Linked DNA regions of Mus musculus: region 1 is linked to region 2. A link is a contact called in public Hi-C data. All regions are on one chromosome and are shown on one strand. Each heading gives the region's core, a stretch centred on a gene start, on an enhancer-like site or on the middle of the called end of the contact. The rest is flanking DNA. Distances are from core to core; before and after follow the strand shown. Region 1 overlaps Galnt14 (polypeptide N-acetylgalactosaminyltransferase 14). Region 2 has its middle 49 kb from the start of E330032C10Rik.

Region 1 (5,688 bases), core at 1,736-4,235, 360 kb before region 2:
TATTTTAAATTTTTGGCAATGGTGTCCAGCATTTTACCCAACAACCTCATTTTCTTCATCACTCAGGCTAATGTGTTGTGTTTTGTTTTCTGTGAAACCTTAAGGTGCTGAGTACCAGTCTGCTTAACTCCCTTTGGCTAATCCTTTCACTGTATCATCTACTTTTCTGTGTCATATTATCCAAAAAATGATTTTTTTGATCAGCTCCAACTTCGTGCCCTGCACTGTTCTTAATAACACGCACCCTTACATCTCCTTGTGTGGTTGTCTGGATACTTGTATGGCTTCTGCCTGCTTCTGCCAACCTGGACAGGTGCCAGGTCTCAGGAGCCTCCAAAAACCCAGGCTCTCTGGAGGAAGGAGCAGTGCACTGCTCTGATCTCTGGGTATAGAAGGGCGATATCTGGCGGTCCACCAGAAGTAGCAACAGAGATTGGTGTGTGCAGAGCAACATGAGCTGTGTGGTGCTAAGGAGATCTGTGGCCTGAGCCTGGAGGATAGACTTTGCTGGCAGTGAGGGCTTCACCTGGAAGTCATTTCCCCTTGATGCATGAGTTTCTGATAGAATGAGAATTGCATCCTGTCTGTCTTGTCCCAATTGGCTTAGGCAGACATGAGTCATGCAAGCGTCAGGACAATCGCACAAAGAGATGTAAGGGCACTTGTGAATGAGAACAGTGCATGGCACAAAATCAGAGCTGCTCAAAGCCCTTGGCTCAAATGAGCTAGCAGCCCAAAGGAGTAGCCAGCTAAGCCAAATAAGATAGCATGCATTTCCATGTTTTATTTTTCCCCCAGAATTAAGAATAGCCCTGTGCTGGTGTCTGGATTGTTCCTCTCCCTCTGAATCCTATCCTTGTATCCCAAGCTTATCTGCTTTTCTCCAGGCTTTGGAGCAGCAGTGCCCTGAGATGAAGCCCATGCAGCCAGCGTGTTTTCAATGGTCCTGAGGTTGCAGCCCTGCCATCCAGTGCCTGGCTGTTCCTGGCCTGGTTCCTGCCTCTATCACAGAAGCCTGTGCCATGACTGGGGATGCTCTCCAGGTTCTCCTGGGCTCTCCCCAGGTTGTGTGGCTGTGATGGGTTTTCTTGTTGTACCCTGAGTGAGTAGTTCAGCTCACAAGGCTGTTCCCCAGAAGTTGCTATCATTTGGCTCCATGCTTGGGGTTAGTGAGACTGATCGATCAGGTTCAGTGGGTGGGTCGAGAAATCTTTAGAGACTAAGCACGACAAGGAAAGACGGCTTTCATGAGAACCTCAACCCTCAATCCTGTATCCTCAGGCCACTGGTATGGCTTAAACTCTGAACACACCTTCCTGGTAACCTTAAAAACAATGGGGTTTTCTTATCAATCTGTGTTCTTTTAATAAGGCAAAGGCTGATTAAGATGGGGGTAGGCATGACTAGGTGAGTTTAGGATTGTCTACCATTATCAAACCTAATTAACATCTTGCAAACCTTTCTGCAACTCAGAGAGTCATCCACAAAGATCATTACCATTGGAGTTTTTTTCTTTCTAATGAGCTTGAACTTTCCCTGCCACAGCTTAAGGCTGATACTCTTTAGCTATTGTCCCTATTGACTAATGAACGTAATTGGTCCCGGGCTTTTTTCCAGCCTCCTACTTTTAGACCCAGCACTGTCTCTACTGAAGCCAGTCCCTCTCTCAAGATCACCCTGCCCCTTCAGGTCCCTCCTGCATCGGCACACTTCTCTCCTGCCTCCAGCTGTTATTTTTGTGTGGCCTCACCCTCCTGAGCCCCATCCACCCTGACTTGTGATTCACAGTTCCATTTGTAACGTGGGACCTGATTTCCTCTGTGCACGATGTGATGAATCTCGATCAGGTGCCTCTGCAGTGCACGATTGTCCACTGACCTTGCCTTTAACTGAGAAGTTATGTGTTCACAGGGGCGAATAGGAAAGGGACGCAGCTACCCTGCTAATTACAGAGAGAAACCCAAAGGTAATGCGTTTGAGTGAGGAATGTGTGTGTTTTGCTGGTACTCGAGGGGGAAAAGGCTGTTTAATTAGAGATGAATAAGGAGAGAAATCAAGATTTCTGGAGAGGTTGAAAAGGGGCTTCTGGGCATTTTCAATGTCGTTATTGGATGATTTAATTGTTTATCATTTGTAATTTGAATTTCCAACTTGGGTTTTCATTTGATAAAGGAACCCTTCCACTTTGGAGGTTAGTAACAGCAATGAAGACGGGGAAACAATATCTTGAAAGAGGAGGAAATGTTTTTCTGTGATAACAGAAAGGAAAAGGAGACTAGAAAGGGAGAATGGTGGGAAGCAGAGGCACATTGCCCGAGACAGCAGGCTCAATCTAGGGTAGGTCAAAATGGGAGAATGGGGTCGGAAGAAGCAAGTGGGAGATAACTATCTAGTAACTAAGATACGGCCCTTTAAAATCAGATCATCATGGGCTTATATAGCTTCATGACCTTGACCACCTGACCTGACAAATGATTTGTATCCATTTTACTCTTCTGTAAAATGGGTGACATAATGCTTCCTCTCACATTGTGAGAATCACATGCGATTATATCGTAATAATAACACATTTTCTGCAATAGCTAGTCAACAGAAGCTGTAATTATTGTGGGATTTTTATTTTCCAAAGAGGTAGAAATAACAAGACTAACCATTCATCTTCCCTCAGAACTACTTCAACTCCAGCTACAGTCATAAGGGAACAGTGTAGCATTGTACAAAGTTCAGCATGCACATGAAGGCTTAGAGAGTCTAATGCTGCCTGGCAGTTGTGAGCCTCTAGTTGTAGGAGCTCTACCTCCTGGTTCATTTTGGTCAATCTTCATTTACACCTACCACCCCAGAAATTCTTTTCATTCTTAGAAGTGTTCCTGTTTGGATGGTAAGTTATGTCGTTCCTAACTAGTAATACAGGATTACCGCACTGTGCCCATGTGTACACAGACATGTGATATGAGTGGCTGTATCTACTTCCTACCTCTTGTTTCCTTTCCATTGGCAATAGTGATTCATCAGCTCTCATCACAGGATGTTGGTAGCCTCTTCCTGTAGAAGTCATCTCGATAGGAGTTGTCTTCTGCCACTGTTTGCTGATCTGCTTGTCTCCTGTAATGGTGGGCTGAGAGAATGGAGGAGTAGGGGAGAGTATCCACAGGGCTGAGAGAATGGAGGAGTAGGGAAGAGTATTCATAGAAGAGTGGTGTTCCTGAGGTGTGGCACTGTGACTGGAGTGTAGCTAGGCATCCTTGCCTGGCACTTAGCCTCATGTTTTTCTGGGTCCATCACAGACCTTCTGAGTTCTATTTGTCTGACACAGAAAATGTGACTAATAAGATGGAACCTCAAGGGCTGGCTGGAAGGTTTGGGTTGCAGAAGTTCAGGAAACACTATCGCCAGTTAGGATGTCAGTGTTTGCTGATTTTGGCAAACTGAGGGTGTGTGAGAAACAACAGGTTTAGGTACAGGCTTGCCATGAACCTCCTTACTGTCTGACCACGGTTCCTCTACAGAAAACTTGGCTGCCAAGCTAGTGTTCTGCAGAATGTTTTCCAGGTGGTAAGGTTAGCAATGACACAGGAGAGGAGATTGGAGTTGAATCTCTACCAAGGTAGGATGTTGTCACAGAATCTTAACGGTTAAAAATCACTAATCCCCCTCCAAATTGCCTGCTTCTGGGCTGGCAAGCTATCTCCAAGAGTGAAAGCACTTAATGCTAGGCTGGCAACCTAAGTTGGGTCCCTAAGGTCCCCATAGTGGAATGAAAGAGCCAACTGCAACTAACAGGTGATCCTCTGACTTCTACTCGTGCATTCCTGTGCGCATACACAGACACGTAAGGAAATCAATACATCTAAGTTCTAAAAAGCAATGGGTTAAATTGCTAGATTACAATGTCCCTTCTCCCCTATGGAGAGAAGAACAACTTGATGTCTCTGGTTTCAGAGATCTTCACCTTTTCCTTCATATAGTACCTGCACAGGATGATGAATCTGTATGCCTCCTGTTGTGTGAACCTGTTTCTGTCAGCTTATTTCACATACTTAGCTATCAGGACCTCAAAAGGCAGAGGAGTTGTTTTTCTACACTTTCAGTTGACACCTGACTGTAATGAATGGTCAAGAAGAAGAGAATTGCTGAGCAAGACAGCTGTCTAAGGAGGTGTGTGCAGGATCACATCTCTGAGCCCTACTACCAAGTGTCTTCTTGGCTCTTCCAGCAGTCCTTCGAACACTGTGGGTTCCAGGGCTGTGGGTAACTGGACTTGCTATAGTTAAGACCACTCTGGACAGTCAGTGGATTGATAGAGCCTAGTAGTCAAGAAATACTTATTGAAGTAAGTGTCCAGCATCAAGTTGAACTTGGGGAATGCTGGGTTACACAACTTAAAAGTCCATCCAACCTCCAGCCTCTGGGCTGCTTGTGGCAATGGATAGCTATGAATTCGGTCCAACACCGAATCATAAACTTGCTTAAACTATCATGAGGTATTTAGGGAAGGGGCATCTTTATTTTAAAATTCAGTAGTTCTGTTTTCAGTGATGATAACCTGTGTAATTGATGTTCTCATGTTACGGTGTCCAACTGGACACCGATTGCAAGGAACTCAGTTGCCGTGTCTCCAGCCCATCAATGTTGTAAAAAAACAAAAACAAAAACAAAAACAAAAAAAACGTCCTTTGTATTTTCTCTCTAACTCTTGCTTATGCATTTAGAACCTGTTAGAGCTATAGAAAGCAGGACGAAAGAAGGGTCCATGCCCACAGTATTGCTGTGGGTGGAATGAACCCAGTGCCCCATGCATTCCAGGAGAGCAGGGTACCACTGAGTTATACCCGGTAGTCCTGAAGTGAATCTTCTTACTGTGGGCTCTGGACTTCCGCCAGCCTTGAAGTGAAGTCATGTTATTCAAATGGAATATTTGTGATTCAATAATCAATTCAATAGCAAAAGGAAAAGAAGCTTCCTGCCAGTCCTGACAGAATAAATCATCCCGAAAGCAGAGGCACTGCAGTTCCTAATAGCTCTTGTAAACACGCTGTCACTCCCAGAGCTGGGCCCTGGCCAGCTGATGCTCCCCTGACTCCTCTCTGCTTCTGGGAAGTGCCTGATATCCAGCTGTGACATGCGCTCTGCATCAGTCAAGAGATACTTTCCAGACCTCAAGTCTCCAGGACCCAGAGATCATTTCTGATTGTTTCCGGCTCACTCAACAAACCTTTTAGGAGGCTTCTAGGTAGCTGGAGGCTCAGCGCTGTGTGAGGCACATTTGCATGTAGAAGATGCATAGGGAATGGTCAAAGTGGGGGAGGTCCCTGATGTGCGCTGGGTTTTACATGTGCTATGGTTGGTGCTCCCTCCATCTTCCCCGAGTAAGCTCTATTCAGAGGTAAGGAAATTAAGGGATGCCAAACAGTGACTTTTCCAAGGTCACACAGCTGAGAGTCGGACCCAGCACTGACCCTGCACAGCAGTATCACTTAAAAATCTCTTTCATGTCCCTGATTTTAGTGGGATTGCTTCCAGCTTCTCACCATTTACTTTGATGTTGGCTACTGGTTTGCTGTGGATTGCTTTTATCGTGTTTAGGTATGGGCCTTGAATTCCTGATCTTTCCAAGACTTTTATCATGAATGGGTGTTGGATTTTGTCAAATGCTTTCTCCGAGTCTAACGAGATGATCATCTTTGG
Region 2 (6,007 bases), core at 334-2,833:
TGATCATGAATGTATATACCACTTCCACTTGATAATAGATTATTTGTGGACCTGTCCCCATAATCTTTGAATCCACTGTCCCTTTTATGCCCCCAGAAAGAGTCTTGGAAAAGAGCTCTTGACCAAAGAGAGGAAAATCGCCTGCTCCCGACCTATGCTGCCCCTGAGACACACACTGTTTGGGTCTATCACATGCCATGGTATCTTATGTCTATATATGTTTCCAGCTCAGGGCAGCAACAAAGATCAGAGCATACACTGATTGCTCTGTGAATGGTAAGAGCAGAGTTGATGGAGCACAGTGGAAAACAAGGAACATGGTGGCTTAGACAGCCTTAACCCAGAACCACCCAGCCTAAGGCTCAGGTCTGCTCTGCCTCTATTGGGCGATGTCCTAGGGGGAAGGCTTTCTCTGTCTGGGCCCCTTCTCCGAAAAGTAAGACTGATACAAGGACCTCTAAGGTCTATTCTATACATCAGGGTTGGGGAACAAGTTCCTAAGAGTCTAAGCAGCAACTAGCACGGAAGGCAGCATTTAATCACCATGAAAAAGACCCACTGGTTCACTAACAGCCCTAGCGACTCACACTGTCCGGGGCAGTATGCGGGACCGCGCTCTCTCCACACAGCATGGGAGCAGATGCGTCTCTCTCTACCTTGGATGTTTATCGGCATGAAAATGAACAACCTCTTCCACCTACCTGGAGTTAGCCATCATCCCTGGACAGATGCTGGTGAGACAGTGACACCTAGTGGCGAACCTACCAATAACTGTCCAGCCCCACAGCGGGCCCTGCAGGCAAAGAGCCTGCCAGAAGTCTGCTCCGGGCTGTGGTTAACCAAGAGCAGTAACTCACAATGTGAGCATTGGAGGCTGAAGTGGGTCCCTTAAAGTTATGCCTCAGTCTGGCCCTAATTAGTTTCTTCAATTAGTTTGACATGGCCCTTGAAGCCTTCACTTGTTCCCCAAGTCTAATACGGAGTTCTTACCAGATAGGAGTAGCCCAAAGCCCAATAAAGGAATCCTGGATTTCACCTATGTCATTTCTGTCCGCCCCCATCCCCGTATGGCTGTGTAACAGATCAGGCCACTGACTCAGATACTGCATGCAAAGACTTCAGTTCACCCCCAAATGCCATTGTCTGCAGAGGGAAAACAGTAGACACTCGTGGGATAAGGTTTTCCCTAGACGGCAGCAGAGGTCTGTACAGGAGTAACCCGTCCGACACCCCGCCCCCCACCCGGAAGGAAGTGGTAATTGGCTCAGACTGAGGATACAAATTCTAGAGTCGCCATAGCCTCTGATGGTGCGTGGCCACTTTCTCTTATGAAATCATGTTTAGCACCAACCTTCTAAAGGTGAGAGCTGGAGTACTGCCATTTCAAAACACCTGCTATGTCACACCCACAACTTAAATAGGGAAAGCTAACTCACATGCACATGCAATTACCAAGAATAAAAGGCAGTTATTTTCTTTAAAGGATTGACGTTGGGGCCCAGGAGGCTTCCTGCTGGGTACTGGAGACACTCACTGGAGATGGGACCTGGAACTCCCTTGTGCTGTTGGCTACGACACTAAGCCTTGAGATGCCTCGCTATCTCCATCTAGTGGTGATGATGAACATTACACCAGTGGGGAAAGGAGACACAAGCCAAGAATTTCAAAGTCGGCGGGCACTGAAGATTTTGAGTTGAGAGGCAATGCTTGGCTCTGTGTTTTGTATGTCTCTAGTGAATTATAAGTCTTTGAAGTAAAGATTACCATCCATTCTAACACTGGGAAAATAACACTAAAAGCTAAGAGAAGTAACTTGAGATGAGCATGCAATTAGTAATTGCTGAGCTGGTATTTAAACTGATATATGTGTGGATCTGGAGTGTATTTCCACACCCAGCCAGCAGTACCTCTGCCTATAAAGTATTTGGGGCAGTAACTTTTTAAAAATTCTTGAACAACTGATGAGTGAGTTTTATTTCATCCCTTCCGGTCCTTCCAGCTCAGGCTCTCTCTCTCTATCTCTCTCTCTCTCTCTCTCTATCCCTATCTCTATCTCTATCTCTATCTCTATCTCTATCTCTATCTCTATCTCTATCTCTATCTCTATCTCTATCTCTATCTCTATCTCTCTCTGGAAAGACAGACCATGAGGCAGTTATCCTATGGGGGCAACGGCACTGAAAACAGACTCACTGGGGGACTTTGTGAAGGCTATCCTGGGCCTGCTCCAGACAGTCTTGTGATAGACCTGGAGTGCTGGTGGAAGCCTGGACACCCTCTGAAGTCACTGCTGTTCCCCGGGGGAAGATCATTGTCCCTAGCTTAGAAGTGGCAGTGAAGCATTGCCTAGTGATTGCAGGAGGGGAAGATGTCAGGCACCTCACAGGAAAACCAAAAGTGACGCCTGGTGTCGGCAGAGGAAATCTAATAGTGGCTGAAGTCCTGCTTCATGAGTTGTAGTAATGCCTCTAACAAACGCAAACTGGTTGCTGTTTGTCAGGCTGCTGGACGAGAGAACTGGGCTTTGAGACCCCCCCCCCCCCGGCCTCTGTCTGGCAGCCCCATCTGGCATACTTTAAAGATGGGAGGTTCTTCAGAGTTGAGCATCTCACTTGGGGATGAGGGATGCCAGCTGCTGAACACAGCTGTGGTGCAATGGGAATTATGTTATGGTCTCTGGTTCCTAAGCCCCCTTCCTGGCCTTAAACCACAATTATCAGCTCAGGAAACAGGGCTGTGCCCAAAGCCATGAGCTAAGAGGGTAAAACATAGATGGTTGCTTCAGAGCTACACTCTTTCCACTGGTCTACACAAACACTTATGGGGAAAGTCTAGGCTGGCTGCCCACAGTCCAGTCTACACAGGCTGAGCCATTGTGGACTGGAATGGCTGGACAACATACAGGGAGGCGGAGCTTGACCAGAATAAGCCAGAAATGCCCTAAAGGAGCAAGAACGGATGTTTACCTTATACCCTGAGTCTTTGGGGTACCTAGAGATGAGGGAGAAATAGCCTAGGAGAAGGTCTGGATACACCTTCCTGTGGTGCAGATATCTGATTTCATGGTAATCGACGCATGTTAATGTTCTGATGTCTGATATCTGAGTCAGTCACTATAGGAATGTCTCCAGCCCCAACCTATCTGGTCACTCCATTCAGCAGGCAACTCACACTCTCTGTGAGAAAGCCCATGAGTGTGAGTTAACAGGAAACCACTTACTACAAAAGAAAGCCAATGTAGGTTTATCTGCAAACCCCACAGGTGGAAGCTCCACTCAGCAGCTGGCCCGTACCCGTCATGGTGGACCCTCCTCAAGAAGCCACAAGGCTGGGTATAAAATCCTGAAGATCCAGGCTAGAATCCCAGCCACCTCCTCCCGTGTGACCTTCATCTTAACTTCTGGTCCCCAGCTGTTCGCCTCTGTAAGTAGATGCTAAAAGATACAATCTCTTGTGTCGTGACTTTAATGCCCAGGGTAACCTGCAACAGAATCTGTGGACTTTGGGGGATAATGAGGTGCCAATGTTGGCGCATCTGTTGCATCAAAAGGGCCATCCTGGTAGGAGATATTGAAGTTCAGGCAGGCTGGGAGCAGGTAAAAACAAAAGGAAGTCTACACTCTCTGCTTAATTTTGTTGTGACCCTAAAACCTCCTAGGGAAAAGGTAGTCTTTTAAAGTGTACATCTAGTGGACATCTTAAGGTTAATATGAGAACGACATAAGATGATGTTGTCAAAAGGCCTCATCTGATCTTGGTGACACTGTGGGACCCACAGTAGCGGAATGATGGGTTATCGTCCTCTCATGAGCACAAATGCTTCCACAGCAAGGGGAGATGGCCAGCTCCGTCATATCACCTCCCACAGGAAGCCTCTGGGGTGGGAATGGGTATAAGAACCAAGGAGCAGAGACGGTGACTGCCTGAAAGAGGCCTTCCCTTCATCCCTGGATCCCTGCGTCCCTGTTACAGTTCCTTCTGGGTACTGCTCAGCAAAGCATCAAGAGAAAGGGCTGGTGTCTGGAGACTTAAATATCAGTTCTGACTTCATGTTTAAATATATGTATGGGCTTTGTCATCATCTCTGTTGCCTCAGTATACTGAGAATCCCTGGAAAGGATTTCTTCATTCTGTCAATACATTTCCAGGGCCCCAAGTATGAGCCAGGCGACATCTAAGACTTATTTCTCTTGCAACAACCTACATATGGTTTTTAAAAATGACATGGCAGTGCACTGGAAGAAAAGAAAATAGAAAAGGCACGCTGCGCAGAGCTGCAAGCATAGACACCTCCATCATCTCCTGCCCACCCTGGAGCTGGTGTGCTCTTCCCTCCCTTGCCTCTCGAACCTGCACTGTTGTGGGAGCTATGAATGTGAGTCTTTTGGACCACATTTGGATTGCATGGAGGACTGCAGGGCTATGGTCTTGCCCTCAGTGTCTGTTCACCGCTGATCCATCTCCAGTCTCTGCAAAGAGGTCAACATGAAGCCAGGGCAGGCGTGGATGCTTCCTGGACAACAAATCTTAGTTTTGCTCATGTCTTCCTCTCTGGCCTCACCTGTCTTTCCTGGGAGATGCCCTTAGCCCAGATCCTGTAGAGCAGAGGTTCTCAGCCTTCCTAGAGCTGAGACCCTTTAATACAGTTAGGTCGTGGTGACCACCAGTCATAACATTATTTTTGATGCCAATTCACAATTGTAATTTTGCTACTATGAAGCATGATGTAAATATCATGTTTTCCCTGGTCTTAGGTGACCAACCCTGTGAAAGGGTCACTCACAGGGGTAGTGACCCACTGGTTGGGAATCACTGTTGTAGAGGGATCCAGAGATTCTTCAGGGGAGCCATAACATAGAGGGACAAGTGTTGGCTTTTTGGTTTAGCTATGTTATTGGCTTCTTATGCCTGGAACCCCTATTCCACCCTAATCCCTTCCAACCCCCAACACTAGGACGGAGAGAACGAAGGTTAGAAAGGAAAGGGGACATAGAGCTCTTTAGACTACCTCCTGCTGATTAGGGGCATCAGGTTCCTAGAGACAAATCCAATCTTCATCGGCAGAATATCCAGGAAGCCAGCAATCCAGCAAATGCAACAGGAGGAATGAGCAGCAGCTGGGGTGGGGGGCGGGGGGGGCGGGGGTGCGGGGGGGGGGGAGCAACGGGACCAGCGTGGGGGGGGGGTGAGGAGCAGCGGGACCTGCGGGGGGTGGGGCACAGCAGCAGCGGGACCAGCGCGGGGCGGGGGGTGGGGGGGAGCCAGAAAGGGAGCAACAGCCGGACCAGGGGGTGGCAGCGGGACCAGCAGGGGGAAGGGGCAGCGGGACCATCAGGGGAGGGGGAGGCAGCAGCAGCCGGACCATCAAGGGGCAAAGGGGGCAGAAGCTGCCTCAGGCCCTGTTAGTGCCCTCCCGTTATACCCACTCCAGAATCCCCATAATTAAACTCTCTGCAGCTAACACACACACACACACACACAGCATGAGACAATCCTAATTAACTGCTGTGGACAAACTGAAGCAGCCCCACATCCCACACCTGAGATTAAAACAAAAACATATCCCCACAACATAACTGTCATTTAAAACAACCCAAACTTCTCACTACAGCTAAGCGGTGAACTTTGGTTCGAAGCGTAGCTCTAGCTCTGTCTTTTATTGGCCGTGTGGTCCTAGGAAGGCATTGAACAATCCTGGATTTTGTCGTGCTTAATCTCAGGAGAGGAGGAGGTAACTCTCCATCTGGCTGGGTCATAAAGACCAAGTGACAGAGGTGATGTGGCTTTATCTAGTGAGGTTCTGAATCTAATCATTAGGTGGGGTGAATCATGGCAAGTTTCAGGTCTGTGCCTAGATAATTATGCTACACCTAGGAGTGTGATCAATATCTTTAATTTTCTTCATCTTCGGTTATTTATATTTCCTTCTCCATGACCTCCAGATGGCAGCATGGGCCACGGAAACAGAGCATCTCTTGTCAGGCTGTTGCTTCCCAGGATGCAGATG

Evidence for each region. Hi-C and Micro-C count contacts between places; a contact is called where the count stands out from the background.
Region 1: a Hi-C map of Th1 cells shows a contact between it and region 2, with 2.7 times the contacts expected there. The contact joins two enhancer-like sites. A contact is called at or near these places in 1 of 15 datasets of contacts at CTCF or cohesin (large pre-B cells) and 1 of 484 Hi-C or Micro-C datasets (Th1 cells).

What each region holds. Positions count from the first base shown.
Region 1 is chr17:73,653,883-73,659,570 of GRCm38.p6, reverse strand. All of the region lies in intron 1 of Galnt14 (polypeptide N-acetylgalactosaminyltransferase 14), which reads left to right. Among named protein-coding and RNA genes, the nearest start is that of Gm46602, 11 kb to the left of the region's middle. Within about 2 kb of position 2,985, at least 9 of the 459 cell types and tissues checked have an H3K27ac peak or open chromatin away from gene starts, as enhancers often do. A contact at or near this core is called in Th1 cells, where this site is marked.
Region 2 is chr17:73,297,052-73,303,058 of GRCm38.p6, reverse strand. No RefSeq gene overlaps it. Among named protein-coding and RNA genes, the nearest start is that of E330032C10Rik, 49 kb to the right of the region's middle. Within about 2 kb of position 1,583, at least 52 of the 459 cell types and tissues checked have an H3K27ac peak or open chromatin away from gene starts, as enhancers often do. A contact at or near this core is called in Th1 cells, where this site is marked.